2 separate regions of the Mus musculus genome follow, and region 1 is linked to region 2. Evidence: chromatin contacts called from public Hi-C data. All regions are on one chromosome and are shown on one strand. The core of a region is the stretch at or near the end of the contact, and the rest is flanking DNA. Distances in the headings are between cores, read along the strand shown.

Region 1 (3,635 bases), core at 460-2,959, 570 kb after region 2:
GATTTTCAGCCTCAAACACATGTACTCAAAAGGCAGGGAGCAAGCATTTTAGACTTTAAACAGCTTCCAAACCCTCCCTCTGAAGTGCCCATTGCACTAAGGCAGGGAAAGGAAGTAAACACACTCGCATGCTTTGCCCTTTCCCTATCTAGGATGTTTGATGTCAAAATGAACAAAGACTAAATAGAAAAGGTTGCCGAAGGGGAAACTGGAGCCATGATGTGCCTCCTAAGCCGTAGGACTCCAAAGTTAATCATCTTTAAGAAGATACACCCGTTCAAAGAAGTTTTATTGACACTTAAGGAACAATAACAACGTTTACAACTGCCTGGTCATCAAGCTGAATCCCAGAAAACAAATTATTTAAGGATGTTTATGGACCAACTATGCAAAGTTGTCCTCTGACATCCACACCTGAACCATGGCACATGCACACACACTTCATGTGTGCCTGCACATAATAATAGAGTCTTTTAAAACATCTTCATAACTCTGCCACGTGATCATCCAGTGACCCATTTTTCATGTCCTACTTTGCCACAAGCACAAAGTAGAAGCTTGAATTACCAAGCCATTTAATTCACTAAAGCCTAGTTTTCAAGGAGTTTATACCCAGGAACATGGGCAGAAGAGCAGAAACACTACAGGACAGAGTGACACAGGCCCTAAGAAATAGAAACTCTGATTCGGCTTCAAGGCCAGAGATAGAACCCACTGAACAAGATGCCATCTCATATGTTGTTTGATTTTCAAAATTCTCTTTCTGGCTCATCCCATCTCAGGCTAATGTTTAAGCTCAAAGAGGGAATAAGCCTTTTCCATTTGTGAAGTTGGAAATATATAATGGTAAGTGCGATCAACATATTCCTTTTTGGTATCATAAGTTTATGGTCTTTAAATGACTGGAATTTTACCACAGGGAAAAAACTTTATAGAATTTTATTTATTAAAAATATTACAAATGTCTCTCAAAGAGCTGAACTGTATCATACTCCTGTATCCTAGGATACTAGGAAACATGACTTCTTTGATCTTAACTATTTTAAAGGGGCAAATTCTTCTCTTATCTTCTTATAGTACCTAATCAGTTTAATAGGAGATGAGTGATCTGATTTCTTCCTTGACAAAAAGCAAAGAGAAAATTTAACCTACACAACCCCTGTGGTGTCTGAATTAGTGTCTAGTAATACCAGAAGTAATTGCAGAAAGACATAAGATAAGGATACCCTATTTGGCAAAATAATTGCAAACTGATGGAATGCTTTTATTTACAGCTGTCATATTAATTAATTAATATTAACTAATTGATTAATACACTGACACCTGTGAATCCAAACTCAACAAACAAGCAGGCATACATAACAGCCCTGAAAGATAAGTGTTAATAAACTGGTGTTGAAATGTATGCTGTTTAAAAATTCTGGCACTCTTTAAGGGCCTACTTTCTGTAATTTCACATAGTCCCTAGTCAATGCTGTTCTCTGAATTTGCCATTGCATACATTTCATTCTCTAAATGTACCAAACTTATCTCCTCAGAAATCTCTGCAGCCCTTCAAACATCACCTCCCTCCGTTGGTTTACTCATCCCAATGCTCCCGGATTCTGTTTTTCTGGCCAAGTGAGGAAAAGCCCTCTTGCTTCTAGAGGTCACACACTATCTTGATTTAGCAGGTTGGGCCCCTGAATCACTCCTCTTCTCAGTAGCAAAGAATGCAGGCTCAGAAGGATTAATTACCAAAGCCAGTAATCCTGACTCCAGCCTACAAATATATGGGGAAGTCCAACAAAAATCTTGAAAGTGATTTGCAACATTCTGTTCCAATCTGTCTCATGAGTAATGCCACTTTGACACCTCTTACCCATGTAAACAGAATTATCTCACACACATCAGCTATTCTTTCTGAACCCTCTCCTTTTCACCCCGAGGCTCAATTTTCCCTCCCCTGAAAGAAGATCAACATAGTTTTACTAATAGCTTCTACCTCACTCTCCCTAGTGAAATGAATACCCTCTCAAGGTAGGAATGCCAGTAGCTTGTTTTATTACAAGTCATATGTACTCCCACAGGCCTGGGCAAAAATTAATTATGTATTTTGGTCTCCAGCCCAGGGGACATAGAAACGCTTGGCAAAATCTCATAAGTCGGATCAAACCTGGCAACTGTCGTCACATCACATCAGTGAAATCTCAGTTTACTCAGAAGGAACCAGAGTGGAAATTCCTGATTGACCATTAAAAGGCTTAAGCAGGTAGCACTTTCTTGAAATTATTTTGATTTGGACTCAGTAGGCTAAAATTCAGCCAGAGACCACACATCTGCCCATCATAGTAGAACAGTTGTCTGTGAACCTGCCCTTCCATACCCACAGATTCCACAACCAGCCACAGACCAAAACCTTCTAAAATCTTACGTCTGTGCTGAACAAATACAGATATTTCTTGTCATTATACCTTATACAATGCAGAAAAGCAACTATTTGCATACTATTTACATTGTACTAAATACAATGTAGAAATAATTTAAAGAACATGAGATAGATATGTGTGTGGGTTACATGAAATGCTATACCATTTTAGATAATTTTATATAGTAGACATGAGCAACTGTGGATTTGGGCAATTGAACAAGGGCCTGGAACCAATCCTCTGCAAATGCCATGGATGATTGTAATTCTGTGAATGAACATACTTGCAACCTGTATGTCATGATTGACCATTGAATATAAATAAAAGATATCATTGATTTTTTATGTATCCACACACACATACAGTACCATACATGACTATAAAATTATTTTTATCTATGTTAGTGTATATAAATAATATAAAATATTAGAGTTTGATATTGCCCAAGTGAGACTCTGGTTCAGAATGTTAAAAGCATCTTAATATATTCAATAAAAGTTTGAATTACTGAAAAAAAGGAATTATAGAAAATGATACCTCACAAAAAGCCACATATTAACATGAGTATAGATACAATTAAAACCCAGATAACTAAGACCTATATGTATAGCAAGAAATATATTTAGGTGTGTTAAAACCATGAAGTTTACTGTGCACATGTACCCAACATGGGTCACAGAGAAAAGTTCTTTTTTCCTCACAAATAGCCACCAGGGTCTGTTTCTGCTGTTGATTTATTAGTTTTTGAATCACATTGTATCAGGTAAGGGCTTAATGTGCTGCAGATGTAGAAAATTGTACTCCCTTCCCATGCCTACTGTTGAAGGTGGTGTGTCTCGAGTCAGTGGAAAAGAAGGTAATTGTGACCACCTTGTATGTGTTTTGGTGTCCTCCGAGTGTCTGGGAACTGACACTGAATGACCGTTGCTGCAGGCACATTCATTTTCTCTCTGGACTCAGCATCATATAAATGTAAGGCTGTATGTCATTCTTTCCTCTGAACAAGTTCAATTAGGATGTATTTTATAAGGATTCAAGAAGGCAGAGTGGGAATGTGACAGGTGTTTAGGGTGATTCTATCCTAAGCATTAGATGTGCATTATAGAGGCTCCAAAGGAGAATGGGTGACAGAATGTCCTTGAATACTCTTAGAGGAATTCTCACATCTTCAAACACCTTTAGACTCCAGGAAAGAATAACCCTATTTATAGACCTGTGTGGAAGATT
Region 2 (4,102 bases), core at 1,112-3,611:
CTTTATGTAAATCCCCTAGGACATGTGTTACAGTCTGACTATCTAGAAAATGAAATTGAGACTCCTGTAGCTCTTTTATCTATAATATACCAGTTACAATAATTAGTTTTAAGGTTTTTTTCTCATTTCCTTATTGCTAATCTATCAAGTGCAAACTAATACTTAAATACACCCAAAGAGCACAACGCATCCTTTTGGATAAAACACACACACACACACACACACACACACACACACACACACACACACACTAACATATTATCTTTTTTATATTTTGTATTTGCTCAAAGTGTTTGAGCAGTGGTTTGCTCTCTAGTGAAAAGATTCTCTGTAGGAAACTGGGTTTGCTATAAGCAAATGGATTTTCCTGGAGTCATCAGAGGAAATGTGGCTGTTTGGAGCTGGTACTCTGATACCAGTTTAGACCATAGAGAAGGGATGGTTGGTTTTTGTGGATGGTTAACATACTGAACTGAGTTTTCCTTATTCAGTGTTCTCAGTTCTAACCTGATGCCCATATCTACCCAAAGCTGGTATTCAAGTTCAAGTCTCTTGATGGAGGAACACCACACGTAAAACACTGCACCAGAGAGGATGATTTCCAAGTTTCAGAGGGCAGCAGCTTCTCTTTAACCTGGGTCACCACTCTGGTGGCCTGGCACCTCCTCAATATGGCAGCATGGCCTACAGAAGTTTCCCTGACATAAACACAAAGGAGACCCAGGCACGTGGTCCCCTTCCACTGGGTAGGTAATATTGTTGAAGCACCAAGATTAAGCACTTTGAGGTTTTGAGTGACTGGGGCAAGAGCTGCACATATGATAGTGTCCTGAATCATCTAGCTGAGGTCAAATCCCTTGGCATCCTTTCCTGAAAGTTGAAGATGAGGAAGACATGGCTACACTCTACTCCTTAGTGGGGCAAAGGTAAGGCTAGGTGCCAGGAAGGATGGATCTTCTTGATCTGGAGCAGGGCAGAGCATTGATCTTTTCCTTTCCAGGGCATGTCCATCTCTGCAGTGTTGCTGTTGTTGTTTCTGTTGGTAGTGGTGTGTGTGTGTGTGTGTGTGTGTGTGTGTGTGTGTGTGTGACTTTCTCAATAATTTGCTCCAAGGAGTAAAGTACCATGATCTTTTAGACCTTGTGTTTCTTTTGTAGCTTGGGGACTGTCTAGAGACTTGTTTTCATAGAGAATCTTAGGGTTTCTGTGTCCAGATCTCTGTCAGAGAGCCTGTGTGTGGATAACAAGAAAAAGAGAGGGTCCAATTAAAACACTTTTGGAGAAGTCAACAATGAAAAGGGATGCAAATAGGAGAGACTAAAGCACAAATAGCTTCAAGAATTTAGGGGAAATGGTTCACGGGAACAGATTCTCTTCCCGTTCCTGTGCTTCCTCAGAGTCCAAAACAGACCTGTGAGGAGGATAATGTGCTCCAGGGAGAACTGAGCCATGGTGAGAGAGTAAGAAGGAGGTAACCTCACCTCACGGTGCCTGGACAGAAGATACACACCCCAGTCCATCCCTGAGAACCACAAATCTTCCCCCCAGATCTTTGTTCATAGTGGTTCCCAAGATGAGAAGGCACTGGAGGCAGAAAATGCTAAAGACTTCAGATTATTAAAATAAATAAAATCAGAAATGTCTGATTTGATGCAAGGATGCACAAACCTTCGAAAGGGGTGGGGAAGAATTCTCCCTTCTTCTAGAAGAGTAAGAGTGCACGTGATTTTAAAAGAGTAATGGGAAATTCCGTGAAAACCACTCTGGTAAAAATAAAAAAAAAAAGGGATAGCTGAGTTCTTGGCTTTTCTAGGAAAGGAAACTGAGAGATGTCGCTTCCTCGCCAGCAGGGGGAGCGTTTTCTTCATGATTGCGTCGGGGAGCTTGGTTTAAAAACTTCGCAGCCAGACGTTTTCAGAGCCCCCCAGCCGGAAATCGCTGTGCAGGTAACAGCCCTCCAGTGTCTGGAAATGTTTAATTACCTCGAGCACTCCTTCCTTCGGTGCCCCTTGCAGGTCCAGTACGCAGCGCTGCGGGTGTGGTAGGTGATTCTAATCCAGGGTTCCATCCCAACTGCACACAGCTCAACTGCAACAACTTTTCTCCATCTTCTCTTGCTTTGTAAGACACTGGGTCTTTTCTGATGTGCTCACTTCCCACCTTGGAGGAAAGAACATTTCAGTTCCACCAGAGCGCAGGTGTTTGTGTGTCAAAAATGATTCTAATCACTCATTTTAAAAAGCTCTACTATGCCCTTCGCCCATATTTTGCACAAGTCATTATCTTTTCATTTTACCGAAGAGAGTATGGCCAGAGTTCGTGCAATCTCTTGTGTATATTCGTGTTTCCTTCAAAAAGAAACAAAGACAAAGGTATATATCCACGTAGATGCCCTGTTGTGACGTTTAATAATTAGAAGATGCTTAGACGTTCACAAGGAACTTAGGATGCGGGAAACGTCTGGGAAAAGGGTGTTCGCTTTCCCTTTCAGTTTGGGGACCGTAACTTGCCTGTCGCTGTCACAACAATAAACATCGACCTTAGCCACGGGCTTCTGTTCTCTAAATCCTGGCTACCTTGTAGATTTTCAGAGGCTGTAAGGTCTCAAACTTGTACATAAGCTGCATTGCCTACCTCTGAAATTTAACCCCTCCTCCTCCGAGCTGGATTTTGACCCGATTGACTATAATGGTTCCAGAGGAACTATTGAGCCATTACAGTTCATCATCTCAATGAGCACACGGGTAAAGCTAAATCCCCTCCCCTCGAGATTTAAAGGTTCCAATCTTGCATATGGGGTGGGGTGGGGGGGATAATGAGAAGACTTCCCTCAAGATGTCCACAAAGTAGTTGCAGGAAAGTTTGCTGTAAAAGCGACACTTCGCAAATATTAAGTAAATTCCACTTAGCAGAAAGAGATCACTTTTGTGTATCTGTGGAGAGGTACTGGGTTCAGAAACAAGCGGAGACCACCCAAATCATTTTTAACTCCAAGACAGGTTGTATCTTTTCTCTTCTGATTGGCAAAAAGGGACTGGGGTTAGGACAGGAGGACAAGTAGAGGTCACTATCACCTGGGCTAAGCCTGCGGGGTGCGGGGGAGGGAGCCAGGACTGGCAGCCACAGTAGTGTCTGCGAGGCTGAAAGGCTGCACTCCCTGTGGTTAAAGTTTGGGAGGAGTCTCCTGCAAAGCTGGGGGTCGCGCTTTGGCTGCACTCTACCAGGACCAGGATGCATCTGGAAGCAAGCACGCAAGGGGCCCAGGGCTAGAACTCTTCTTTCTGGAGTAGAGACCCTTTCTCCAGGTGATCAACTCCTGCAGAATCTGGAACTTTTTGGGCGTCCCTCCTGGAGCCAAGCAGCAGGCAGTGGCCAAGGGAGAGACTCAGAGAGGAGTAACCCGTAACCGCTGAATCTGGTTACCCTCTGCAGGCTCTATGCATGCCTAAACTATAGTCTCAGTCAGTGGAAGTTCTGAGAGACGGAGTTTGTGGACCCCAGCAATGAGGCGTGGGTGAGATAGGAGTTTCCTCTTCTTCACTGGGCTCTTGGGCTGATGTGACCAACAGCACCTCTGGGTACAGACTGTCTATGTCATGAAATAGGTTTGAAACACGACATCCTGGAGAATTTTAAACGAATCTAACTTCTTCAAAAAATGCCCATGTCTTCCTAAGTACTCTGAACCCTGCCCTCCATCCACTAGTTTCTGTCCAACCTAGTCTGGCCAATTTCTCTTAAACAGTTGGGAGAAAGATGCCAGCAGTTGCTCTCCTTAGCACAAAGTACAGAATGGCTGGCAGCTTCCGGGGCTACTGGGGCGTCTTCCCCCAAGTAACACCTAGAAGAAAACAGGACCTTGGATGGCCTCCAGGACATCTGGGAGCCATGCTTTACATGGGGTCGCTCACCAAGGGACTCACAGTGGGAGGGAGCACTTCTAGCAGCTGACCCAAGAAGCAATCCCTTAGTAACCAGGGATCTAAGCCCACTGAGGTGACCTCAGTCCCTGGGTACACAGCTATGCACAGTCCTGTCCTGCTTTGTTAACCAACTCCCTGGAAAGATCTGAGAGCCAAAGCCTGAGCTCCCAACCTTGCTT

Evidence for each region. Hi-C and Micro-C count contacts between places; a contact is called where the count stands out from the background.
Region 1: a Hi-C map of the C2C12 cell line shows a contact between it and region 2, with 2.3 times the contacts expected there. The contact joins the enhancer-like site here to the promoter of 1700022H16Rik in region 2. A contact is called at or near these places in 13 of 39 promoter capture datasets (the 3T3-L1 cell line, the HPC-7 cell line, cranial neural crest and 7 more), 10 of 484 Hi-C or Micro-C datasets (the C2C12 cell line, adipose-derived mesenchymal stem cells, cerebellum and 5 more), 7 of 115 datasets of contacts at active chromatin or transcription factors (the NIH/3T3 cell line, craniofacial prominence, embryonic forebrain and 4 more) and 2 of 9 other capture datasets (adipose tissue and embryonic stem cells).

Annotation. Positions count from the first base shown.
Region 1 is chr12:10,134,317-10,137,951 of GRCm38.p6, forward strand. No RefSeq gene overlaps it. Among named protein-coding and RNA genes, the nearest start is that of Gm46324, 58 kb to the left of the region's middle. Within about 2 kb of position 1,710, at least 11 of the 459 cell types and tissues checked have an H3K27ac peak or open chromatin away from gene starts, as enhancers often do. A contact at or near this core is called in the C2C12 cell line, where this site is marked.
Region 2 is chr12:9,568,224-9,572,325 of GRCm38.p6, forward strand. 1700022H16Rik (RIKEN cDNA 1700022H16 gene) reads right to left here and starts at 2,362. Exons shown (of 4, transcript NR_045488.1): 1 at 2,297-2,362; 2 at 1,983-2,160.